Linked DNA regions of Mus musculus: regions 2, 3 and 4 are each linked to region 1. Evidence: chromatin contacts called from public promoter capture Hi-C and targeted proximity ligation data. All regions are on one chromosome and are shown on one strand. The core of a region is the stretch at or near the end of the contact, and the rest is flanking DNA. Distances in the headings are between cores, read along the strand shown.

Region 1 (6,500 bases), core at 2,937-5,436:
CTGATCTACATAGTAAACTACAGACCAACCAGGGCTACTTACAAGATCCTGTTTTGAAAACACTAAAGGGGGCTGGAGAGATGGCTCAGAACTTAAGAGCACTGACTGCTCTTCCAGAGGTCCTGAGTTCAGATCCCAGCAACCACATAGTGGCTCACAACCATCTGTAATGAGATCTGATGCCCTTTTCTGGGGTGTCTGAAGACAGCTACAGTGTACTTACATATAATAAATAAATAAATCTTAAAAAAAAAAGATAACACTAAAGGAAAGGGGGTTGGAGGGAGGGCAGTGTTAGGCACACGGGCTGCTCTTGCAGAGGACTGGAGTTCAATTCCCAGCACCCACATGGCAGCTCAAAACCATCTGTAGTAACTTTTGTTCCAGGAGATCCAACACCTTCAGGCCTCTGTAGGCAGTGCACGCACTTGTTGTACATGTGTGTATATATGTAGGCAAAGCACTCATACACATACAATAAAAAACGTAAGTAAATAATTTTTGAAAACTAGAAGGAGGTGGGAGAGGAAGAGGGAAGGGAAGACAAGGCAGCGCTCGCTCTCCGCAGCCTCCGTAATCATTAACCACTGACGTGCACATCCTGACTTTGTCCTCTGAGCTTGCTCTCTGCCCCATGAAGTATCAGTGGCATCAGGGCAGGTACCCATTAAAGGGTCACCCAGGAACCCATCTGGGGTGAGGGCTGAGCTGGCACCTGCCCCTTTGTTTGGTTCTTCTCAGACACTCCCTTTAGCTCAGGTCCCATCTGGGGCCTAGAAACTCTTCTAGTCTTCACCACACCCCATAAAAACCTGGTTACTTCAGTGCTGAGAACAAAGACCAAAATAAATGATGGGAGCGACTCATGCACTGATTGGCCAAATCGCAGCATCTGTGACCTCTGGCCTCAGGCAAGGCTCAGAGATTGCGGTTACCCTGTACTGCAGGCAAAGGCCTGGTTGAGCAGGTGGCATGATCTCTAGGACCCCTTTAGGATCACTTCAGGACAAAACTCAATTCTACTGAGTATGACAGCTCCTCAGGGTCAAAGGTCACCATGCTGTATAGTCTCCCCACAACTTTGGGGCTGGTAGAGCCTCTGAAGGTAGACAACCCTGACAGCAGGCATTGACTGCTTCTGCCTGGCATCTTCTTCACACTGACCCCCAACTCTCTGCTTTTTGCCCTACCTCCCAACTTCTGGTCTCCATGACCTTTCACCTCCAGCCTGACCAGGCACACCATGGCTAGGTCAATGGGAGCAACGTCTACAAGCACCCCTTAGGAAGACCTTCTTATGCACGGCTGGGAGTCCCTGGGGGTGGGGGACTCAGATCCATCACTGTGCCACCTGCATGTGTGCCCATGAACGACGCTCTCACCTGCAGGAGGCCCCCAGTACAACCTGCTATAAAGATGTTTGTGTAGCTGGGTGGCTGGGCCCGTCGCTCCTGATGGGAGGTGGCTGTTAGCGCCAGGAGCGTGTTGCTGTACACTCCGAACAGGACGGAGTTGACCAGGGCTACACTGGCGATGGGGAAACTCATTCCCTTGAAGAAACCCAGGACCTGCAGAGCAACATGGTAGCACCGTTACTCATGGTGGGCTTCCGTGTCCCACATCCAGCTCTGGCCAGGCCTCTGAGCTGTAGAGCACTTCCTCCCAAGCACTGTGTCAGGCAGACAGCATGTGAAGGAGGCTGTGAGAACCCCGTCACCACTTTTGAGGCACTAGAGGACTCTCGGATACCCTCAAGGGTGAAGACTTAGAAGCTGTTAGCAAGCAGCAAGCAAAGGAAACAGACCCCACCTGCCCCGATGATTCTTTACCGCCAACAAGTGGGCTACCTACTGACTCATGGCGGTAAGTCTTGACTACGCAGTCCACAATGCCCTGGTACGTGCTTTGGGTCTGTAACCGCACCTGGATAGAAAGTACTGGTTATGTGAGGCAGATGGGCAAGCCAGGGCTGCTCCTACAATGGCAGCCAGGTCACCCATGCAGCAGACGCTGGCAGGCAGGCACACCAGTGAGCCAGCCCAGCCAGCCAGGCCCAGTCTCTCACCCAGGTTCCAGCCAGACCATCTATTCCTCTGGTGCCTTTGCTACACTCACCTTTACAGTGTCGAATGGGTGCCCCAGGACCAGGCCCACAGCTCCTGCGGTGGCAAGAAGGTGGTATGAGTGAGGCCTGTGTGCCAAGTCTAGGAAGCAAGTCTATGCTAGAGGAAAGAAGGATGCAGGCTGGAGCAGGAAGGCTGCGTGTACTCAGACACCCACCACCTACATTCTTGGGGCTCCACAGACATTCCTGCTGCCCTACTCTGCTCCCCTACCATACCTGGTACTGGGTCACAAAGACGCTGGGACAAAGGAGGGAGACCCATGGCCTCACTTGAGGCCACACACACAATAGGAAAGAACCAGGTGTTACACTATCCCCAGCTCTGACCGTGGAAGATGAGGCTCCAGACTGGTCGTTCTTAACCTGTGGCTGGTGACCCCATTGGGGGTTACAGATCAGATATTCTGTGTATCAGATATTTATGTTATGAATCATAACAGTAACAAAATTAGTTATAAAGTAACAGTAAAATAATTTTATGGTTGGAGCTCACCATAACATGAGGAACTGTATTAAAGGGTCACAGCATTAAGAAGGGTGAGAACCACTGCTCTAGAAGGAGTAGCTACTGTTTCTAACTGTGTCAGCAGTACTTCAGCCTTCCTTGCAGAGTTCTGTGGCCTTGAATGAGAACAGGCCCTGCTGGCCACCTCCTCCTGCCTTCTGCCTTGTCACAATTATCAGTACAGAGTGGGGAGCCCTTCTTAGCGTCCTGCTGGACCCAGGGGAGAAAGCCACACACTGGCTAGTCTTAGTCTCTGCAGAAGATGCTGTTTCTGGGGCTTGGGGTGGCCCTCACCAGGGGTGCGTTCACAGTGTCCTTTCTCAAGGCTCAGGAGTGCACCCATTGACAGGTAGGGCAGATTTCCAAAGGTAAAATAAGGACAGGACAGCCGGAGAGATCAAAGGTAAATGTGTTCTGGTCCCCTCACACTGGTCTGGGAGAAGGGCTTGGGTGAGGTTGTACCTTGGCTGTCAGATCCCCACCGCCCCCCGACAGTATGGCCTTCGGATAGAGAAGCAGTTCCTGCTTGCTTCTTTCCTCTCGGCCTCCTTGGCCATTCCCAGAAGGCTCTGGGGACAGCTGGGTGCGGGTGCTCCAGAGGGAACAACTTCTCTCAACAACCCATCCTCCCAGGGAAGCCACCCACCCTTAGGGATGATAGGACAAAAAGAAGAAAAATGTCTCACCAGAGATCCAGCCAGCCACAAACTCTTCCACGGGCATTTTCTGGGCTCCTGTGGGAACTGGTACTCCGAGCAGGCCCGCTGGAGACTGTTGCAAGTGAGATTCCCCACCCCCTTTCCAAACCCGATAACCTCCCACTAATGTTTAACCCTGGCTGGAGTGTGCGTGGTGGCCCAGTGCCCAGACCTCAGGCAACCATTAGCGAGAGTGAGCCAACGTCTGTGACCCTGAGACTGGAAGAGGCCTGAGAAGTAATGGAATCTCTAGAGGCAGGTTGACAGCCACAGAGATCCAGGGTTCTGTGCCTAGACAGTGACAGCCATGCTGGCTCACAGAGGATGCCAACTGAGTCCTAGTTTGGCGAGCCTCTCGAAGGCTGCCTTAGTGAGCAAGGACCTGGGCCCTGCTTGACCAGCCAGTTCATAGCAAATTCCCATTCATTCCCACCTACCCTGACAAGCTGTGGGGCTATGTGAAGTCAGAACGTGGCCACGAGGTGGCAGTCCCAGGCTACAGTGGCCTGCAGCAGCCACCTATGCCTAGTCAGAATAAGAATAACCCAAAAAGAGGGAGGCCCCGGCCCCCAGAAGTGACTCACCAGGCCCTGAAGCCTGTTTGTCTGCTCTCTCCAGAGTTGTTTACAGCCATGAATCAGAACCGCAGCCTCCTTTTGCCCAGGGGAAGAAACAATGGGCTTTTGACTGTGCAGTGGCCCACTGCTGCGCTACATCAAAACCAAAATTCCGCTCTCCTGCCTCTCTGCCTCACGATGATGGGGCAAGATGGTCCTCAGCAGATACCAGGGCTTAGATTTAGATTTCCCTGTTTCTAAACTGCAACAGTTGCAGTTCCTTTCTTTAAAAACTAAGAAGGAAGAGGCCGAGTCGGAAGAGGCTCATGTACCGCCCTTCTCCTCTGACCTCATGTTCTGCTTCCTGCTCCACTGAAAAGGGCTCTCAGCCGTGAGGCCCTAATGCCGGCATTGCTTCCTCTTCTTGGACCTACTCTCTCGGACCTCCTTCAAGCTAGGGCTGAAAACTCCCCTTTTTAGTGAGACCACTCCACAAGTCATCTCAGGGACAATTGTAATGACCCCTGGCCCCCGGTGCCCCTGCCTCTGCACAGCCACCTACATGCATAAGGACCTTTATATGTAATATATATGTAATAGGACGTGGTGAAGATTCGTGAAAACCAAGGATGAGGGCGAGAGCTGCTACTGTTCCATGCGACTTGACTGGGCCTCTTTCTGAGATGGAGAAACTTTCCTGGGGACCCGAGAGGGTCTGGGCAGTGGATGGTGTCGCAGTGCTGTCTTCCCAGGCCTGTTCTGAAGGCTCTTGGTCTTGGACAGAAGTCGGTCTCTGGACAAGTCCCTTGCCCTTGCTCTTGTCGCTGATCTATTATGAGCAGCTAACTGGTTGTCTATGCAGTCAAGGACCTGTGACTGCTTGATCCGTTTACATGTTTAAAGGATTAGAGAACGTGGCACAGGGTAGACAGAACACATGCTAATGAATGACGAATGGATGAATGAATAGAAAGGTCAGGAGCAGCATCAGTGGCCAGAAGAATGAAAAGTCCAACGTTGGAATGGGCAAAGACCATGTGGTACACATACACAACGCAGTTTTAGGGTGTAAAGGACACTAACATGGTGTCACTTGCAAGCAACTGGGCAGAAGTAGAAGATTATTATGGGAAACAAAGTAAGCTGACCTCAGAAAGACCACCAGCATCACACTTTCTCATGGGTAGACTCTAAAATTACACACACACACACACACACACACACACACACACATGCACACACACACACATACACACACTTTCAATCTTGTAAGATTTGTGTGGCTGAGTGTTTTCCCTACCTGTTTCTTTCAGGTGTAGCTCAGGAGTAGAGTGCTCAGTTTACATGTACAAGGCCTGGGTTGAACACACACAGACACACACAGAGACGGAGAGAGAGAGAGAGAGAGAGAGAGAGAGAGAGAGAGATTTTTTTTAAGTATCCAACACATAAATGGTAGCTACTAATCCTCTTGGTTCCATTTACAGAGCCCATAAGATGGCAAGTGACAGAGAGAAAAGGGCTTGGCCCATGTGCAGCACATGGTGGATAAGAAGGAACTGAAGATTCCTCCTCTCCGCCTATAGTGGTTTATGTCTTCTATAGCAATGCTGAGGCCTTCTGTAATATTTGTTCTTTTGTTGTTTTGTTTTTGTCTTGGTAGTTTTTGTTTGTTTGTTTGTTTGTTTGTTTGTTTTAGAGATAGAGCCTCACATATCCGAGGCTAACTTTGGACTAGCTGTGTGACCAAGTTTGGCCTTGACTCGTGCTGATCCTCCTGTCTCCAGCATCCAAGTGGTAGGATTATTTGCTTCCATGGTTGGCCTGCCTACTACAGTTTTGCTTGTCCCCACCCTCCTGCCCCCCATACAGGGTCTCACTGTATAGCTCTGTGTGCTCTGGAAATCAGAGATCTGCCTGTCTCTGCCTCTCTCTGCTAGGATTAAAGGCTTGTGTGCCATTAAGTTTGTCCCTAAATGAACTAAATTGAAAACTCTACAAAACAAAAACAAATACTGAAGGCAGGAGCTTTCATCTGCTTTCCAGCAAAGAAACCAAGTGGCAAGGAGAACTCACGTCCCTGCACCAGATCCCAAGTGACTGCTGGCACCAGGAACAATTTCTGGCTCAAGTGGCATGTATATGGACTTGTTTTTCTCCATACATTCCAGGCCTTAGGCACACACGTGATGGTTTGTCAGAACAATTTGGTGATAAGATTTTGGGAAGCACAATGCCTGGCACTTCGGGATCTTGGAGGCTATGTCTCTAAGACAGCCAGGCTTATGTGACTGCACCCTGGAAGCACAGCAAGTCCCATGTTTCCAACCTACATTCGTAATGAGAGTGAAAGGGATTGTTGGGAGTCATTCAGTCCAATCTCATGCTACAGGTGAAAAACAGATCTAGCTGGGAAGGGACTTGTCCAGGGCCCCGATTCCTACCCAAGGCCAAGAGCCAGTACCCCTTCAGGCCTTCAGAACAGGCCTGAGAGGACTGCGGCACCATCCACCCACAAGGTGGGTCATTTTAGAGAGGGGCCCAGTCAAGTCACACGGAGCGGTAGCTGCACAGCTCTTGCCCTCATCCTTGGTTCTAATGAATCTTCCCCACAT
Region 2 (6,500 bases), core at 2,589-5,088, 240 kb before region 1:
AGCCGGGCGTGGTGAAGCATGCCTTTAATCCCAGCACTTGGGAGGCAGAGGCAGGCAGATTTCTGAGTTCGAGGCCAGCCTGGTCTACAAATTGAGTTCCAAGACAGCCGGGGCTACATAGAGAAACCCTGTCTCAAAAAAACCAAGAGAGAGAGAGAGATTGGAGAGAGAGAGAAACAGACAGAGAGGGAACAGAGAGAGCGAGCCTGAAGCCCCCCCACCCCACACCAATACACACACTGCTGCTCTCCTGCCCTGGGGTCTGCAGGGCGGTTTGAAGCCTCTGTGATCGAGGAGCGGCGCAAGGGCGCGGAGGACCTGCTGCGCTTCACGGTGCCCATCCCTGCACTCAACAACAGCCCCCAACTCAAGGAGTTTTTCCGGGTGAGTCTGTCTGCTCGCCACCCCCGCCCCCAGTCAGCTCCCTTGTACTGCTTCCCGCCCTGCCAGCCACATTCCTGACCCCTCCCCTGCTGAACTTTGTCTCCTGCAGGGCGGGGAGGTGACACGGCCCTCTGAGGTGTCCAGGGACCTGCGAATCCTGCCACCCCCTCTCATCCCCACACCACCTCCGGATGAGGCCCGGCTACTTCAGCCGCTGCCTGCGGAAAGGAGGGGCCAGGAGGAGTTGGAGGTGCCAGGTATCTCAGGGTCAGGGAAGGAGTGAGTCCTCCTCCCACAGGGGAAAACATAGGGGTGGGCAGTCCCACCGTCCTCCTGGGGAGGACCTCTGAACAGGTCATCTTCCCTTCTGAGCTCAGTTTGCTCACCTATCAGATAGGATCTGGCAACCTATTGGTGGCCCTGTCAATACCCATGGCTGCTGCAAGGGCTAATCAAGACTGTTTTGAAATCGGAGCAACAGTAGGTACAGACATCTGTCCCTCTGGTCTCTCCTCAGTGGATCCCCTCCCGTCCAGCCCTGCCCAGGAGGCCTTGGACCTTCTCTTCAGCTGTGACAGTACGGAGGAAGCTTCCAGCTCCCTGGCTCGAGGTCCCCTCTCTGAGGCTGAACTTGCCCTTTTCGACCCTTACTCCAAAGAGGGTAAGGAGCAGGTGTGGGGTAGCGGAACTAAGGGGTGTGAAGGGAGACCCTCTGTGGCTGTGAGCAGCTCTGGGAGGAGCCCAGGAGGATGGAGCTGGAGGATGGAGGGAGTCCTCCTCTCCGGGCAAACTCTGGGTAGCATATCACCATAGGGTCCTATTGCTCACAGACTTGCTGTGTCTGGCCTTGGTGGCACGCACCCTGCATCCTAGCACTTGAGAGGCAGAAGCAGAAAGACCAGAAGTTCAAGGTCATGGGCCAGCAAGATGGCTCAGAAGGTGAAAGCCCTACCTTATGAACCTGGCAACCTGGTTCCATCCCAGATTCCACTGTAAATGATTAAAACAAACAAACCAACCCAGAACCTGTCCTCCAGCCATGGCATGCTCACACCTGCACTCACGCCTGCACTCATACCTGCACTCACGCATGCACTCACGCATGCACTCTCCCATGCAGCAGTAATAATCCACTAAGCCGTTACAAAACCTCCTGAGCCAAACCAAGGAAACAGATCCCAGCTGCTTCCTTCTACTCAAGTGAATTCAGTGGGACAGTTTGGTGTCCTGGGGTGGGCAACAGGCCCTGAGAAAGAGAGGGCCAGTCTGCCCTCACTCCTCCCTGTTTTATTACAGAAAGTACAGGCCCCAGCCCTACCCACACAGGTGAGCTGGCAGCCATTGAGGTAGAGTCCAAAAGGCTGGACCAGGAACCCTGGGAGCCAGGAGGACAGGAGGAGGAAGAAGCTGAGGATGGAGAGCCTGCCCCAGCTTACCTTGGCCAGGCCACAGAGCTCATCACTCAAGCCCTGCGGAATGAAAAGGCTGGCGCCTACGCTGCTGCTCTCCAAGGCTACCAAGATGGGGTGCACATTCTTCTGCAGGGTGTCTCAGGTGGGTAGGGCAGTAGGGAGGAGGGAAAGTAGAAAGCAAAGGACCAGGGGAGGTGGTGCAGTCGGTAAAGTGAGTGCCGTGCAAGCAGAAGACCTGAACTAAATGCCCAGAGCCACACATAACAGTGTGCACCAGCAGAGACGGTTCCAGCAAACGTACCCATGACAAGATGGGAAGCAGGGACAGGAGAATCCCCAAAAACTCGAGGGCAGCTGAACCTGGCATAGGCTGCAGAGAACAGAGAGATCTTATCTCCGACAGACGACAGACACGGTGATAGGGGAAGACCTACACCCAAGGTTGCCCGCTGACCCTCCCGTGCTCACTCACACACATACAATACATTCTAAAGAAAGAAAGAGGGACCGTGAACATCTGTTTCTCACAGGTCAACTGGAGACACTGGGCAGAATTTTCCCTTATTTTTTTTAATAGCCTCATAAAATGAGGCAAAGACAGGAGGACCCAGGGAGGGAAAGGACACATTATGACCTGGGTTCTGAATGTAGGTGGGCCATCTGCTTCCTCCAGGTGACCCATCCCCTGCCCGCCGGGAAGGTGTGAAGAAGAAGGCAGCCGAGTACCTGAAGCGGGCAGAGATGCTTCACACACACTTGCCCTAAGGGGTGGACCCTTCCTGGGATGTCAGCTCCAGCACTGCCAGCCACCCCCACTGCTCTCTTTGGGACCTGGCCGTGCTTCCTGCTCGTATGACTACCAGGGGCCATATCTGTATTAACTGGATCAAGTATAAGAAAAGCAAAGACTTCTCAGCTCTGACCTGCCTGCCTCCTTGGAATTAGACTTGAACTTCTGATCCTGCCTATCTGTTCTATGTGAGTGGCATCTGGGCCCCTAACCTGTCAGTTCACCCATCTAGACCAGAGTCTGTAGCCAGACCTGGCCCACTGCCTTTTTTGTAAGGCCCTTGAGAGCCTTCCTTCCTTTCTCTTTCTTTCCTTTCCTTTCCTTTTCTCTTCTTCTCTTTCTTTCTTTTTTTTTATGGTTGGAAGAAAAAAGATTCTTTGACTAGTGAAAATCTCATAAAATTTAAATACGTGTGAGTAAAACACATGCCTGAACACAACCAGGTCCATTTGCTTATTATTGTCTGTGGTTGAGTTTACATTGTACCAACAGAGTTGAATAAGCGGTGTCTGGCACATCATACCCATTATGTTTATAAGAAGATAAAGAGAGGAGGAATATGTTCCATTGAGGTGCTTCAGCTGGCCCTTGCCAAGGCATCCTATCCCCCTGAGGGACCAGCCAAGCGATGGTAATAGTAGAATTTATTCAGGACATGGGAAGGGGAGTTAAGAGGGTACTAGAGGCAGAGAAAGGCAGAGAGAGGAGGGGGGGAGAGAGAAGTAGAGGAGTAGAGAATTAGAAGCTGGCCATGAGCACAGGGAGGGGGAGGGGCAAGGGACTAGAGCAGGAGCAAGAAGGCAAGAGAGAGGAGGGGGCAAGCAGCCCCTTTTATAATGGGTCAGGCCTACCTGACTGTTGCCAGGTAGCTGTTGGGTGGAGCCTACCTGGTTGTTGTCAGCTAACTGTGAAGTGAAGCTTAGACAGAATGCTAATAATAACTATGAATGAGTGGCCGCGCCTTTAATCCGGGAATTGGAAGGCAAAGAGACAGGCGGATCTCTACTGAGTCAGCCTGGTCTATATAGTGACTTCCAGACCATGCAAAGGTACACAGTTAAAACAAAACGCATAGGGAAACAATGAAGAATGACAGGCACGCAGCACTAGCTGAGTGTGTTAAAGAAATAATAGACACGTACGTAAAGCAGGACTTGCTACTTCGAGAGCCCTAAGAACAAAAAGCTAAACCAACAAATCCCAGCCCTGGGGAGGTGTGGCCTGCGTCGCGGGACTACAAACCGATGCATCATGGGACGATTTAAGGGGGAAAACCGAAGCCAGGCGCGATGGATTATGGGAGGCGTTTCTAAAGGCCGCGGGAGCGGCAAATCGAGAAAGCCGCGGCAGGCTGCGTTTGGCCAGACTGGGGCTCGAGTCTGTCCCTCGAGCCCACGGCAGGATGCAGTGCCGCGCTTCCGCTGGCCCGGCGATGCTGAGTGTGCGTCCTCTACCCACACCCCTACCATGTCCGGCTGCAAACTACCCATGGGCCTGTGCCCAGACATGTGCCCGGCCGCCGAGCGCGCCCGACGCGAGCGCGAGCGCCGCCTGCACCGACTGGAGGTGGAGCCAGGCGGCCGTGGGAACGCTCCCCGAGCCGACCCCAAGCGCACAGTGAAGGAGTACAGCCGGCCGGCAGCGGGCAAACCCCGGCCCCCGCCAAGCCTGCTGCGGCCGCCGCCAGTGCTCTTAGCCACCGTGCGTTATCTGGCCGGTGAGGTGGCTGGCCGCGGCGACGTGTCGTGCGCGGAGGTGGCGAGCTTTGTGGCCGACCGCCTGCGCGCAGTGCGGCTAGATCTGTCGCTGCAGGGCGTGGACGACGCGGACGCAGCGACAGTGCTGGAGGCTGCGCTGGCCACGCTGCTGGCCGTGGTGGCGCGGGTGCGGCCAGAAGAGACGCGCGGAGCCGCGGACCCGGTGCTGCTTCAGACTCAGGTGCAGGAAGGCTTCGGTTCGCTGCGGCGCTGCTACGCGCGGGGCAAAGGCCCCTACCCCCGCCAGGCTGCTTTTCAGGGCCTCTTTCTGCTCTACAACTTGGGTGAGTCGATCCCAGAGAACTAAGTGCGGGGACCCGAGGAGCCTGGGGTGGGGAAGACGCAATTGTAGCAGCAACGGCGAACTATAGCTTGGGAGTACTGTAACTTCCATCCCCCAGCAATAGCTTCTTCTTGGGAAAGTCAGTTGGTAAAAGTCCCGACGTGGGACCTCAGGTCTGACATTCTCAAATTGGCTGTTTTCTACATAGTAGAGGTGGAAGGAGGTAGGATAGTACTGAGAGAGTTGACCTAGAAAGCGCTTTCCAAACTTATAAGAACTGCTCCGTGGGCTGGCCCATAAACATATCTAACAGGAGGTGCTAAAAGATTCCCTTCTATGGGTGATTTAATTATAGGAAAGTCCAGTGGGCGTGGTAACAGGCGCCTTGTATGGGAACACTTTGGAGGCAGAGGCAGGCAGATTCTTTGATGATTTTATATGTGGAGACAATATATTTGTATCATACATGCACACAGTGACTCTTTGTTTTTTCTTTTTTTTCTTTTTTCCAGACAGGGTTTCTCTGTGTAGCCCTGGCAGTCCTGGAACTCACTTTGTAGACTAGGCTTGCCTCGAACCCAGAACCCAGAAATCGGCCTGCCTCTACCTCCCAAGTGCTGGTATAAAAGGCGTGCACCACCACTACCCGGCTACACACAGTGACTCTTAAATTCACTAATTTAAGAAAAGTGGCCCAAGATTCCAGTACCAAGATTTCCTGGAAAGGAAACTAGGGCCAAGTCATCCTCCAACAGTGACCCTTGCAGATAGAGGGGAAAGTGTAGGGAAGCCAGTGCCCTCAGGCTGCAGTGGGAACCCTGAGTCAGAAGCCTTAAGTTTGGGTCTAGCATAATAGCCTGTGCTCCAGGCAAGCCTTTATGTTATGTTGGCCTGTGTCCCTATGTAAATGTACAACACTGCCTTGTAAGGATTTAGATTGAAGGAGGTCTGGTCTTGTGGCACCTCAAAAAGACCAGAGAAGGATCAGATGGCTGGGTCTTTCTTAGAAGAGGAGAGAGGAAGTGGGGTAGCCTCTCTGAGGGAACATGACTGGAGCTGGCAGGTGGGCAGAGCCAAGCTCTGGAAACGAGTTTGCCTGGAACTAGAGGTGTATATAAATAGCTTGGGCCTGGAGGGGGTGGGATGGGAGGTATGCCTGACCCAGAAAGCATCAAGCATCCTTGTGTCTTTCTGCTGCTTGCCTTTGTAGGTTCTGTGGAAGCCCTGCAGGAGGTTCTACAGCTGCCTGCTGCCCTGCGTGCCTGCCCACCCCTTCAGGCGGCGTTGGCTGTTGACGCTGCCTTCCGGGAAGACAACCATGCCCGACTGTTTCGCCTGCTTCGCACCTTACCCTACCTACAGAGCTGCGCAGTGCAGGAACACATTGGGTATGCCCGCCGCAAAGCTCTAGCCCGCCTGTCCCGTGCCCTGAGCACTCCTAAGGGACAGACCTTGCCTTTGGACTTCATAGAACACTTTCTGGCCCTGGATGGACTCCAGGAAGCACGGGACCTGTGCCAGGCCCATGGACTGACCTTGGATAAAGACAGAGTTGTATTCCTGAGGGGTCAATACTCTGAGGAAGGACTCCCACCCCCTGGTGCCTACCACATATTAGTGGGGAATAAGTTGCAGGGACACACCCTGGAAGATGTGGTCATGGCTGAGGAAGGTGACATTCACAGACCTGGCTCTGCAGCTTGAGAGGGTCTCGTCTCCCACAAGGCCTGGGTCAGAGCACCTGGCTTCTTTTTCATAATTCCCAAACAATAAAAGGAACTCATTATGATCTCCAAACAATAACAGGAACTTTTAGACTTCATTTATTTGAGGGTTAAGAGGGGAGAGAGAAACCGGGCGTAGTGGCGCACGCC
Region 3 (6,500 bases), core at 2,934-5,433, 190 kb before region 1:
AGACAGGGTTTCTCTGTGTAGCCCTGGCTGTCCTGGAACTCACTCTGTAGACCTCGAACTCAGAAATCCGCCTGCCTCTGCCTCCCAAGTGCTGGGATTAAAGGCTTGCACCACCACTGCCCAGCACTTTCCCTCCAATCTCACCCTCCAGTCTCACCCTCTTCCCTCCACACCAGGGACACGGGTACTCAGGGCTTGCTGCACCAACATAAACATCTTATGTGCCAAGGCCCCGCCCATTTCAGTCACATCATTGGTATCAGTGAGAGTTGTACCTCTGCCTTAGTCGTTTCCATTTCCCTCGCTCAACTCTTGCCCATCTAGACACCATTCGAAAGATGAAGAATGACTTCCGGAAGATGGAAGATGAGATGGACCGGCTGGCCACCAACATGGCAGTGATCACCAACTTCAGCGCACGGATCAGCGCCACGCTACAGGACCGACACGAGCGCATCACCAAGCTAGCAGGTAGGCTCTGTGCTGGCCAGGCCCTGCAGCCAGCCACCCTGAGCTCTGCAGCTCACGTGCCCTTCCTGTCTCCTAGGGGTACATGCACTACTGCGGAAGCTGCAGTTCCTTTTTGAGCTGCCTTCGCGCCTCACCAAGTGTGTGGAGCTGGGTGCCTATGGGCAGGCAGTGCGCTATCAGGGTCGTGCCAGGGCCGTGCTGCAGCAGTACCAGCACCTGCCCTCCTTCCGTGCCATACAGGATGACTGCCAGGTCATCACAGCTCGCTTGGCCCAGCAGCTGCGGCAGCGCTTCAGGTGTGGTTTCCGGGCCTGGTCATTGTTCTCCAAACACATCGAGTGCCCCCCACATTTTTTCCTCCCTTGCAGCCCACAAGCTGTCCTCACTGCATCTCTGTCACTACAGGGAAGGCTGCTCAGGTGCCCCGGAGCAGGCCGAGTGTGTGGAGCTGCTGCTGGCCCTGGGCGAGCCAGCTGAGGAGCTGTGCGAGGAGTTCCTGGCGCATGCGCGGGGACGGCTGGAGGAAGAACTGAGCAGCCTGGAGGCCGAACTGGGGCCCTCCCCTCCAGCACCTGATGTGTTAGAGTTCACCGACCGTGGTGGCAATGGTTTTGTAGGTGGCCTCTGCCAGGTGGCAGCAGCCTACCAAGAGCTGTTTGCTGCTCAGGGCCCTGCTGGTGCGGAGAAGCTGGCAGCCTTTGCGCAGGAGCTGGGCGGCCGCTACTTTGCACTGGTTGAGCGGCGGCTGGCACAGGAGCAGGGTGGTAGTGACAACTCACTGCTGGTGCGGGCACTAGATCGCTTCCACCGGCGCCTGCGAGCACCTGGGGCCCTGCTGGCCGCTGCTGGGCTTTCAGAGTCAGCCACAGAGATTGTGGAGCGAGTGGCCCGGGAGCGCCTGAGCCACCATCTGCAGGGTCTGAAGGCTGCCTTCCTGAGCTCCCTGACGGATGTTCGCCAGGCCCTGGCAGCACCTCGCCTAGCGGGGAAGGAGGGCCCCAGCCTGGCTGAGTTGCTGGCCAATGTGGCCAGCTCCATCCTAAGCCACATCAAGACGTCACTGGCTTCTGTGCATCTCTTTACCGCCAAGGAGGTGTCCTTCTCCAATAAGCCCTACTTCAGGGTATGCTGTCCTTTGGCTTTGCTTATTCGTTCTGCTGACTGGCCCTCCAGCAGCCTTTTACTAGTGTTTGGGGAGCCCTGGGACATGTCACCAGCCCCACACAATACTGTCTCAAGTACTCTGCGTGTGGAGTCACATTCTCAGGAGGCAGTCTGGAGGAGAAAATGCTATGCAGCCGGGCTAAAGCTAGAAGGGTACCAGGGACCTCACTGCTGCCAGCCTTACCACCGAGGCTCGGAAGCAGGGTGGGGTGGCCTGTGGAGGAGGGTTAAGGCAAAGAGGGAGGAATAGCCCTGTGCTCTGACTTTGCTGAGCCTCTCCATCCTATGAGAAAGGACGTGGTAAATCTGGGCTTCCCTTCACAGGGCGAGTTCTGCAGCCAGGGAGTTCGTGAGGGCCTCATCGTGGGTTTCATCCGCTCCATGTGCCAGACAGCCCAGAGCTTCTGTGACAGCCCTGGAGAAAAGGGAGGTGCCACGCCGCCTGCCCTGCTCCTGCTGCTCTCTCGCCTCTGCCTGGATTATGAGACAGCCACCATCTCCTACATCCTCACACTCACTGATGAACAGTTTCTGGTGCAGGTGAAGTGGCTCAGGAGAGGGGAAAGGGCATGATGCTGTCAACACAGGAACCAGACTGGTGGTCTGCACTCATCTCAGCCTCAGTTTCCCAAGATTTGCTCACCTCCTCATTGGTGGTGGTTTCTGGTCTGTCTCTAATACCTGCAACCTTTGTCCTCTGCTTTTGTGACTTAGGACCAGTCTCCCGTTACACCCGTGAGCACACTGTGTGCAGAGGCCAGAGAGACAGCACGGCGGCTGCTGACTCACTATGTGAAGGTGCAAGGCCTGGTCATATCCCAGATGCTACGTAAGAGTGTGGAGACCCGGGACTGGCTCAGTACTCTGGAGCCTAGGAACGTGCGTGCTGTCATGAAGCGTGTGGTGGAGGACACTACAGCTATTGATGTCCAGGTGCTGCCACAGGCCGGCTGCTGGAACCCCAATGCATGCTGGATTCCAAGGACCAAGACAAAAGGGGTCTGGCTGTACCCATGTCGTGCCACTAGAAGCCTCATTTCATACCTGTGGGATGTGCAGGCCCAAAGTCACCCAAAAAGCTGAAGCAGGGATGAGCTAAAAACTGGGTTTCAGACTAGGTTTTCCCTGCCTTGCTCCCACTCCCCTGATTGTGTAGGTGGTGACCATACCTAGGATTCTTCAACCAGCAGAGAGGGGAGGTTTTGTCAGTAACCATGCTCTGACCTTGCAGCGCATCTTTTCTCCCCCAGGTGGGGCTCCTGTATGAAGAGGGTGTCCGGAAGGCCCAGAGCAGTGACTCAAGCAAAAGGACTTTCTCTGTGTACAGCAGCTCCCGGCAGCAGGGCCGCTATGCACCCAGCTACACACCCAGGTCAGGCTGCTAGGAGCCTCCCTGAGAGACAGAAGAGGGAGGCTGGGCAGAGTGGCCTCTCACTCTTTCTTTCCCCCTTCCAGTGCTCCCATGGACACAAACCTCCTGAGCAATATTCAGAAGCTGTTCTCTGAACGGATCGATGTGTTCAGCCCCGTGGAATTCAACAAGGTCTGAAGTACCTTCTCCTCTACATCCCAGGGGAAGGGTGGCTCCCACACTAACCCAGAGAGCCCTAGGACCACATCTGAGCAGAATTAAAGATCACTTTACGTAATCTCTGTCTCTAGGTCCAGAGCAAAACCACCTTGTCCACACTTTACTCTCCAAACTAGTCTTTAGTCATCGGGGGTTCCCACTCATATCTTGATCTCTGCCCCTCCGAAGCCCAAGCTCAGCAATATCTTTCCTCCATTTTACTTTGTAGTCAGTGGTGACTGCTGCCCATCGTATTCATGAGGCCCCATCTCTGATCTGACCACCGGGGTTTACCTGCCCTCGCCTTTATGGTGGCAACATTGCATTGTTCCCTTCTTAGCTGAGCCCTAGAAATTTCTGTCTTTATCTCCCTTGCCTCTGCTCAGAATTTGGATGTATCCTCCTCCCCAAAAGACGGCAATCCTGAGCTGCATCCCTGTGTCCACCTGCAGGTGTCGGTGCTGACTGGCATCATTAAGATCAGCTTGAAGACACTACTGGAGTGTGTGCGCCTACGCACCTTTGGGCGCTTTGGGCTGCAGCAGGTGCAGGTGGACTGCCACTTCCTGCAGCTTTACTTGTGGCGCTTTGTGGCTGATGAGGAGCTAGTGCACCTGCTGCTGGACGAAGTAGTAGCCTCAGCTGCTCTGCGCTGTCCCGACCCAGTGCCCATGGAACCTAGTGTTGTCGAGGTCATCTGCGAGCGCGGCTAGAATCTGCCAACGAGTCGCGTAGTAGCCCTATCGCCCTGTCCTCCCTGTGCCCTGTTCTCATCCTAGAGGCCCTTCCCCGCTGGCGGGTTCATGGATCCTTCTAATAAACTTATGTGTCCTCCTCCTTCCTCTTGCCTGCAGGGGCGGGACCCGCCCGGGTTGGGTTTCAGTGCCGAAGCTTCTGAGGCGCCAGCATGGGGCCCGCCTCCCAGCGCTGATTGGCTACTGTGCTGGGCCCAGGGTGGGCAGAGGGCGCGTCCATTTAAAGATCAATGAACAAGAGCAGCAGCTTTTCCACCTCCGTGTCTGATGCAGAGCCATAACCCGGCATGGGGCGGTTTGTGTTTCCTTGATCGACTTTTGTGAACCATTGTTCCCCGGCAAAGCAGAGATCATGACTTCTCGTGAGGCCTCCCAGGCCCCACTGGAATTCGGGGGGCCGTTGGGTAAATGGGAAGGTTTGGGGTGGAGGCTGACCTGATGCCACTTAACGGGAGCAGGATAGGATACGAGCTCTATAGAAGGCTCGGAGCAGAAGGATCCGGTGCGCGGGTGTCGGGGTGTCTGCAGAAGAGGAGGGAGTGCTGACAGCAGCACAGCGGGGAGTTTGTGTAATGAAAGACAGTTGGGAGAGCAGGATGGTCTTTGGGAATGCCAGAGGGCAGAGGAACAAGATGAAAATTAAGATAGGAGTATGGCGCTGGGAAACTGCTAAGCAGGCAGGTGACTCAAGGCGCCCGAGGACTTGAGAGAGCTCTTGGGAGCAGTCACGCTACACAGTGGCCCTCTTTCCAGGCGTCGCGGCTTTACTGATCCTGCTGCCTGCCACCATGTTCCACCTGCTCCTGGCGGCTCGCTCGGGCCCGGCGCGCCTCCTGGCCCTACCGGCCTATCTGCCTGGGCTGGAGGAGCTGTGGAGCCCATGGGCTCTGCTGCTATTGTTCATCTGGCTCGGCCTGCAGGTGGCGCTCTATTTGCTGCCTGCACGCAAGGTGTGTGATCTGTTTTAACACACCAGGGAGGAGGGTGCAGGGAGGGCTGGAGCCTGGGAAGTCATCCCCAGCTCTTATAAAACCTGCCCTGTACCCGCAGGTGGCCGAAGGCCTGGAACTGAAGGACAAGAGTCGCCTGCGCTACCCTATTAATGGTGACTGGGGTTCCCCCCCCTCCCTGAATCGCAGTTAACATGGGTTGGGGTGGGTTCCAAGGGTGGTGGGAGGTTTATGGACCAGCTCTGATGACATGTTTGTGCCCTTATGGGAACCTCGCCGTGCATCTACCTCTTTTGCTACTACTCAGCTCCAGGCCAATGGCCAATGTTCTCCCAGAACTGCGTGTGTGTGTGTGTGTGTGTGTGTGTGTGTGTGTTGGCTTTGGAAGTATGCAAGCCACCCCAGGGCTCACTCTGTGCTGTGGTTCAGGCTTCCAGGCTCTGGTGCTAACAGCCCTGTTGATGGGGCTGGGGGTGTCAGTGGGGCTGCCCCTGGGGGCACTCCCTGGAATGCTCCTGCCCTTGGCCTTTGCGACCACTCTCACCAGCTTTATCTTCAGCCTCCTCCTCTATGCGAAGGCTTTGGTAGCTCCTGCCTCAGCCCTGGCTCCTGGGGGAAACTCAGGTGAGAAGGGTCCCAGTGAGGTAGGGATGAGGTAGGTGGGATGCATGCATACCTGGTGTGCCTTCACCTTCTGTTGTTCCCCAGGAAATTCCATGTATGACTTCTTTCTTGGACGGGAGCTGAACCCTCGCCTCGGTTCCTTTGACTTCAAATATTTCTGTGAGCTGAGACCTGGCCTCATTGGCTGGGTATGCTGACATGCTGGACTTAATTCTGCTGGACTTGGGCCAGGAGAAGAGCAGAGTGGGCTAGCATTGCTGGGTGGGCAGCAATCATTCATTCATTCATTTGCCAATATGTTGCTGTGTTATGAACCTATGGTTTTGCTTTAATAGAACAAGAGGGTTTTTAATATAAAATCTTGAGAGAGAGAGAGAGAGAGCGCGCGCATTTGGCTTATGTACATAAAGCCCTAGATTCCAACCCTAGCACCACAAAACTAAATCTATACCACAGTGATGACAGGCTGTATGGGGGAGCAAAGCAGGCAGCGAGCTGGGAAAGCAGGTGCAGCTTCGGATGTAGCGGCCAAATATAAAATCAACTTCAAAGACAGCTAAGGAGAAGCTTGAAGGACCAGGCAACTGCCTCCAGGGATTGTCAGATTTAACACCTTGTTTGTCATTGGTGGCCTTGACAACAGGCCAGCTGTTCTTGTGTTAAGATCACATGTACATGGGGTACATGGGTGGTGGCCAAGAGCTCCAAAGGGGCTCAGGCAAGGTCCTGCCTTCACTGTAGAGGCAGGAGTGCCCATGTCCACTGAATCTGAGTTTGGATTTGGTTTAGTTTTGAAACAGGTCTCACTCGGATAGTCCAGACTAGTCTCAAAATCAAGGTTCCTTCTACTTCCCTCAGCTAATCAAGTAACTAGGATTACAGTTACTACAATCCCACCAGGCCTAGTCCCAACATTAATCGGAGACTGGCCTGTCAACATATATGCCAGAATATAAGGTTATTTTC
Region 4 (6,500 bases), core at 1,923-4,422, 170 kb before region 1:
ATGTGAGTACCAGCTTCCCCTTGCTCTAGCCAAGCTAGGCTTCAAGACAGAGGTGCAGTGATACCAACACAGGCTGCAGACACAGCTGGGGTCCTCCCAGTCTGGGACGAAAGCAACTGACTCTACCTCCAAAGCATTAACTGTCACCTATGAACACAGCACAGGGCCCAGCATGTGGTAAGCACTCAGCAGATGTGAGCTGGGACACGTCTCCTGGGTGATCTACCCAACAGTTTTCTCTTTTCCATTCATGACATCAGCCTCCAGGAAGGCTTGCTAAGGTACTTGGTCAAGAATCTTCTACACGACACCAGCCTTCCTTTGTGTCCTTCTGCAATAGCCTAGAAGTCTATGAGGGTGGCCAGGACAAGATGGCAGAGGCTCCCTGGTGGCCAGTAAGTGGGTAGAGACATGGCAGGCCCTCAGAAGCACTTGTGGGGTTGCTCACAGCACACGCAGGACCAGCTCAGCTTCTTCCCCCAAGCCAGTTTTACCTCAAAGCCAAATACCAGCTGCACAGAAGCCCCACGGGTCAGGATGCTGTGATAAGCGTGGCTGACGAAGAGGAAGTCCAGGATACCCAGGAGAAACATGAGAGCTGTGGAGACCCCCAAAGGGAGGGAATCGAGGTCAGCAGAGGCCTGACAATCACTTCCTGCTCCACGACAATCCCACCCCATGGCGATTGGCCCCACCATCTACTTAAATGTGTACACCTAAGCCGAATCCTCTGGGAACTACTTTTGCCCAGGCAGGGTGTTGGGGCAACCCAGGCCCAGGGGAGAAGGCAGAGAGCTGAGTGCCCAGGCAGTTAAGAAGCCCTGGAGTGGAACAGAGTAGAGACTATGCAAATTAACTTCTTAAATTATCTTTCCTGTGCAGCTGTGGATGGAGGGGCAGCCAGGGCTCTGGGTAGTGGCTCATAGGTTTTGACTTTTCAGTCTACTCCTCAGTGGCCTCTTTTCCCTCAAGTCACCCCCACCTCTTCAATGAGTCTCACTTACAGACGATGCGGCAGTGGAAGAGCCAGGAGATGTTGGGGCTGCGTTCCATCTGAGGCAGAGAGGGACACCATCAAGATGGTTGGGGTTGCCCCATACCCCAATCCACTGGCATGCCCATCAGCCACTCCCAACTCACAAAGTCCACACGGTCTTCAGCCAACCAATGGAAACATTTGAGGAAGAGGAGCAGCGTAAAGAGCGCCACAAAGCGAGGGCTGAAGTCATCCCGAAAAACGGTGAAGGCCAAACAAGTCTCAGTAACAGCGTACCAGGACCGTTCCAGAAGGTGCTGTGGGGTGAGAAGTGGATGATATGAAAACCAATCATTTGGGTACCCTCCTCTGAACCCTGTCCTTTGGGGCCACCAACATATTACCTCCATCTCTGCTGCCCTCAGCTGCCCGAAGAACACCTTGCCCATCACCTTGCCCAAGAGGAAGACAAGGACAAAGGCCTGGATGTACAGGACCTGGGGGTGAGGAAAGGTCGTGGTTTGAGGTTATTTTCTGCTTTCCCCTGCCTGGGGCTAATCATTCTGACAGGTCCCCAAGACTGTCATAGATAATTCCAAGTCAGGCGGCCCAGGGCTATTTCTCTCCTACTTCTATGACATGTAGCCCCACTTCTGCCCCTCCTTCCCTCCCCGGGCATTCCTTCTTCCCTGAGCCCTGAACTCACTGCCATGCTGGGGCTGGACTTGGTCAAATACACTACAGTGGGGTAGAACTGGTGTTTGAGGTAGTAGGCATGAGCCACCACTGCCCCGGTTAGCGCCAGGCTGGCCGCCATCATCACTGCGGTGCGGAACATCGCCCTGGCCCAGAGACCTGCACAAGGAAAATGACATTTGTGATATCCACACTATGTAAACCTAGCACAGTCCCTGGCAGAGTGTAAGGGCAAACACTCATTTCACCTTGACAGCCATTAGATTCAAAACAGCATATACTCCCTGTTTCACAAACGAGAAACTAGGACTCAAAGGGGTTAGAGGCTCACACTGATGCAAGGCCTAGAACTTGGATCAATCTCGTTTCAAATCTAGGGCTCTTCCACGCTGTCTGCCAAGGCGCCTCCTCTAGGGAGTCACTGAGGCAAAGTTAGGAGGAGGGGGGCTGCCACCGCTGACCCTCTGAAGGAGCTGGGATGATAGGCTTTAGAGGCAGGTTCGCTGGGCCCGCCAGGGGTGGAGGAGGCAAGGTGCAGAGGGCACAGCTTGAGAAGGCGACACAACCAGTGACAGCTGTGCCAGGGTGGTCAGCGCAGACGCGCGCCCATCGGGGTACGTCAGTCTGGAACCCTGCCCCCCCCCCCGCCCCCAGCAGTGTCCACTCTGAGAACCGGAGAAACGGCCGACCGCCAGGGTGCGGCGGCGGGGCTGAGAACCAGTCAGGTCGCCTCACAGTCGCGCACCTGTGAACGCTAGGAGTTGCGAACCTCGCAGGCGGGGCCCGGCCTCTGGAACGGTGGCCGCGCCGCCGCCTAAGGTCTCCAGCCATCTGACAGGCCGAAAACTGGCGGCCGAACGCAGCGGGGCGGGCTGATCGCAGTGACCCCAAAGGACAAGGTCCTAGACGCCGACCCCCCAACCCCAATCAGGACCAGGCCCACTCACCAGGAGCCCAGCGCCGCGAGCACGCTCAATCACCGCGACTGCGGCAGCCGCTCCGGTTAACAACACTCCCCACCCCCTGCGAACCGGAACTTCGGGGGTAAGACACCTCACTTCCGGCGGCGCGGGGCGCGGCGGAGTGGACCGTACCAAGTTCTCTTTGCGCGCTCCGATCTCGCCTGCGCTTCTGGGGCCCGTGCGCGAGCAACCGGAACGAGCGAGAGCTGTGACGTGTGGTCGCGACCAGGAGAGCAGCGGGAAAGGGCTGAAGCCCGCCACTTGCTAGTCGCCGTTGTAGAATCACCACCCTAAACTCCTCCAAGACTCCGGCTCTCAATGTGCCTGGAAGATGGGGCGTTCCGCGGGCCGAGCCATTTGGACGGGGGGCAGGAGCGAGCAAGGGCCAGACTTTATGTCAGGCATGAAAGAAATAAAATGTGTAAGCGCCTCATTCCAGGGATAGCTACGACACGGTAAGAAGTTAAGTGCTTCTCGGAAAAAAATAGCGGTGCAGAAAACAGATATAGGTCTTCCCAGGTTACCTCCCCCCAACGCAGGTTGTGTAGGAGTGAGTTTGTTCCCGTGGCTACCGCCGATTGGTTGCGATAAAGTTACGCGGACCAATGAGAAAAGAAAGGAAAAATTTCTGGCCTATAGGGAAAGAAAAGCAGGTGAGTGGTTGCTAGGGTCTGTAGGCAGAGTGGCCCCGGACTGGGTGCCAAGGCAGCTGGATGCCAGCTGAGAAAGCGCAGTCCATAGGCCGGGGATCCCTATCCCGCCTGGGGGGATGCTTACGGGGCCCGCAAAAGGAGCAGTGCTTGCGTGTCCGGACTGACATAAAACAGAACGCCAGTTATTTCTAGGTTGGGGTGGAGAGTTCTGTGCGAAGGCGTTGACTTTTCAACACCCCAAAAGCTCAGTCGGCGTGCGTGTTCATCCCTGGGAGATAGCCAGACCCTTTGTTCTGAGCTGATTCTGTCTGTTAGGGCTCACACAAGCAGTATAGTCGCGTACAGAATGGAAACTGAAAGCGGACACCTCATTACCCAGGTTTATCAGCTAGAGGGTGCTCCTCCCATTTTTAACTCGGACTCACTCGGAATTCAGAGGCCTAAGGGGGGGGGGGATCAAATATAAGAATTCATGAAGATCAACTGGAGGAATTTATACTGTGGGAGTCACAACACGGACAGTGAATACAGAACCGGAGGTGACTGTGTTGTTAAAATATAACACAGGGGCTTTCAGAATTGTCATTACTGATAGAGCACTTAAGAAAAATACATAAAATGGCTTTCCTTCAGTACAACGGAATTAAACATCTTGTCTGTCAAAAAAGAAAGAAAACTGATTCTAGACGACTTTAAGGCAGTGGCTGGCTCTCAACCTGTGAGTCGTAAGCCCTTTGGGAATCAAACCGTTACACAGGGGTCACAAATGAGATATCCTGCATATCAGACGTTTACTTACAATTCATAACTAGCAAAATTACAGTTATGAAGTAGCAACGAAGTAATTATGGTTGGGGATCACAACAGGAGGAACTGTATTAAAGGGTAGCAGTGTCAGTGCCTGTCTGCCCCTCAGCCCTGTGCTCTTGGTCTCAGCCATCTTCACCACCACCTGTTGTCTTTAACAGTTAACATCCCGAGATGGCTCCCCTTTCCTTCCTCCATAAGGCTAGCTATGAACTTCTACTGGCTACCTTTAACCCTACACACTCATCCTCCCCCATTCTTGAAAATCTCCTACATTTTGTGGCAATCCCTCCTCTCCCCCAGGTATATATCTGTCTTACTTCCTCTGTCTGTTTTTATTTAAGTTCTGTGTCCATGTTGGCCTTTTTTCTTGCCACATTTCCTCTGATCCTATGGCTTCAACTTCCCTGGCCCCAAGATGTCGAGGGAGGGCTCCCTTGTCTGGTCTTCAGTTCAGGTCTACTCAACCTCTGAAATCATGTAGTGAGCAGAGCATAGTGGCCCACTCCTACAATCCCAGAAAATTGGGAGACTGAGGCAGGAAGAGCATCATAAATCTGAGGCCAGCGTACAGCTATAGAGTGAGATCCTATCTAAAAAAAAAAAAGCTGGGCGTGGTGGCGCCTACCTTTAATCCCAGCACTCGGGAGGCAGAGGCAGGCGGATTTCTGAGTTCGAGGCCAGCCTGGTCTACAGAGTGAGTTCTAGGACAGCCAGGGCTACACAGAGAAACCCTGTCTCGAAAAACAAAATAAGGTCTCTTGCTGCAGCAACGAGAGTGGGAGCACCTGGAGCGCAAGCTTGGAAGGAGAATCCACGAGTTGTAAGAAAATGGCAGACAAGCCGGACATAGGGGAAATCGCCAGCTTCAATAAGGGCAAGCTGAAGAAAACCGAGACGCAGGAGAACACCCTGCCGACCAAAGAGACCACTGAACAGGAAAAGAGGAGTGAAATCTCCTAAAAGCCTAGGAAGACTTCCCCATCCCACCCCACCCCACCCCCTCGTGATTTGGAGGAAGAGCCACCTGTAAGATGGACCCGAGCCACAAGCTGCACTGTGAAACCTGGGCACTCCGAGCCGATGCCACCGGCCCACGGGTCTCTGAAGGGGACCCCTCCGCTAATCGGTCTGCCAAATTTCACCGGTTTGCCCTGGGATATTATAGAAAATTATTTGTATGATTGATGAAAATAAAAACACCTCGTGGCAAAAAAAGAAAACAAAACAAAACAAAAAAATCGGGGGTTGGGCAGTCTAATGAGAAGAGCAATCACCAGGACCCATATGGTGGAAGGAGACAACTGACTCATAACAAACTTCTCTGGCCTCTACAACCTATTTAATCATTTCTCAGCTAGAGGGTGCTCTTCCCATATATATGAGCAGACTCGCATACAAATGTAATTTTAAAAACAATGTCAAGAGGCAGGCGGATTTCTCTCTCTCTTTCTTTCTTTCTTTCTCTCTCTCTCTCTTCCTTCCTTTCTTTCTTTCTTTCTTTCTTTCTTTCTTTCTTTCTTTCTTTTTTTGGGTTTTGGTTTTCTGAGACAGGGTTTCTCTGTATAGCCCTGGCTGTCCTAGAACTCACTCTGTAGACCAGGCTGGCCTCGAACTCAGACATCTGCCTGCCTCTGCTTCCTAAGTGCTGGGATTAAAGGCGTGCACCACCACACCCGGCTAAGCAGGTGGATTTCTGAGTTCGAAGCCAGCCTGGTGTACAGAGTGAGTTCCAGGACAGCCAAGGCTACACAGAGAAACCCTGTCTTGAAAAACAAAACAAAAAAAAAAAAAGAAACAACAACAAAACAACTGAAAGATCCTGACAGAATGTAAAAGGACACAGAAGCCCTGAAATTGGCAAGATAGATGTCAGTGTTAGCAGAAGTAGCTTCACTGATTTAGAAAAATAGAGGTGCACAATGCTCTGGCCACTCCTTGAACCTGTGTGTCTGCCAATGTTTTGACCGTTCCTTGACCCATGTGTGTGCCCACTGATGAAGCCCATTGCCAGGTGTTTGTGATATTGGTTGCTGAGAAAGAGTCAGAAAATCAACCCAGCAACCACAGCCGGGCCAATCCGGAGTTGCTACACCTACACCAGCCTCTTTCCTTGTACCTCTCCCATACCCATTTCTTGAGAATAGACATTGTTTAGATCTGGAAATCCCCTACTCCCCCCCCCCTTCTCCTTTCCCCCCTGAGGGCCTATAAAAACTGGGACCCCTTTCCCCTCGAGGTCGACTCCTCTACCCCTGCGTGGGATATGAGTCGTGGGATATGAGTCGTCCCCAGAGCTCTGGTTTTCCCCGAATAAAGCCTCAGGTGGTTTGCAACAAGCTCGGTCTGTCGTGAGTTCTTGGGTGTTCGCTATTGTCCTGAGGCCTGAGCAAGGGGCTCCTTTTG

Evidence for each region. Capture Hi-C pulls out chosen DNA fragments and counts their contacts.
Region 2: a contact with region 1 is called in a targeted proximity ligation map of embryonic stem cells, with 2.5 times the contacts expected there. A contact is called at or near these places in 3 of 484 Hi-C or Micro-C datasets (embryonic stem cells and uterus), 12 of 130 datasets of targeted methods (CD8 T cells, the SCID.adh cell line, bone marrow-derived macrophages and 5 more) and 5 of 9 other capture datasets (adipose tissue, embryonic stem cells, liver and 2 more).
Region 3: a contact with region 1 is called in a promoter capture Hi-C map of adipose tissue. A contact is called at or near these places in 9 of 130 datasets of targeted methods (the NIH/3T3 cell line, the SCID.adh cell line, bone marrow-derived macrophages and 5 more) and 4 of 9 other capture datasets (adipose tissue, embryonic stem cells, liver and 1 more).
Region 4: a targeted proximity ligation map of bone marrow-derived macrophages shows a contact between it and region 1, with 2.6 times the contacts expected there. A contact is called at or near these places in 1 of 39 promoter capture datasets (neural stem cells), 1 of 484 Hi-C or Micro-C datasets (B cells), 11 of 130 datasets of targeted methods (the NIH/3T3 cell line, the SCID.adh cell line, bone marrow-derived macrophages and 6 more) and 4 of 9 other capture datasets (adipose tissue, embryonic stem cells, liver and 1 more).

The regions. Positions count from the first base shown.
Region 1 is chr19:5,875,508-5,882,007 of GRCm38.p6, reverse strand. It overlaps Slc25a45 (solute carrier family 25, member 45), which reads right to left and starts at 4,186. Exons shown (of 6, transcript NM_134154.4): 1 at 3,317-4,186; 2 at 2,116-2,159; 3 at 1,852-1,923; 4 at 1,383-1,568. The coding sequence starts at 3,353.
Region 2 is chr19:6,115,924-6,122,423 of GRCm38.p6, reverse strand. It overlaps Sac3d1 (SAC3 domain containing 1), which reads left to right and starts at 3,838. Exons shown (of 2, transcript NM_133678.3): 1 at 3,838-4,627; 2 at 5,837-6,420. The coding sequence starts at 3,838. The coding sequence ends at 6,330. It overlaps Snx15 (sorting nexin 15), which reads left to right. Exons shown (of 8, transcript NM_026912.2): 4 at 269-384; 5 at 494-641; 6 at 902-1,045; 7 at 1,681-1,938; 8 at 2,470-3,025. The coding sequence ends at 2,561. It overlaps Naaladl1 (N-acetylated alpha-linked acidic dipeptidase-like 1), which reads right to left. Exons shown (of 18, transcript NM_001009546.2): 18 at 6,435-6,500.
Region 3 is chr19:6,065,533-6,072,032 of GRCm38.p6, reverse strand. Tm7sf2 (transmembrane 7 superfamily member 2) reads left to right here and starts at 4,183. Exons shown (of 10, transcript NM_028454.2): 1 at 4,183-4,364; 2 at 4,714-4,910; 3 at 5,011-5,065; 4 at 5,340-5,534; 5 at 5,619-5,722. The coding sequence starts at 4,313. It overlaps Vps51 (VPS51 GARP complex subunit), which reads left to right. Exons shown (of 10, transcript NM_001081041.1): 3 at 325-471; 4 at 548-767; 5 at 877-1,594; 6 at 1,960-2,175; 7 at 2,350-2,568; 8 at 2,886-3,007; 9 at 3,091-3,178; 10 at 3,658-4,191. The coding sequence ends at 3,918.
Region 4 is chr19:6,043,248-6,049,747 of GRCm38.p6, reverse strand. Syvn1 (synovial apoptosis inhibitor 1, synoviolin) reads right to left here and starts at 3,172. Exons shown (of 16, transcript NM_028769.5): 1 at 2,620-3,172; 2 at 1,683-1,831; 3 at 1,381-1,473; 4 at 1,141-1,293; 5 at 1,005-1,053; 6 at 495-598. The coding sequence starts at 1,814. It also overlaps the pseudogene Gm8034.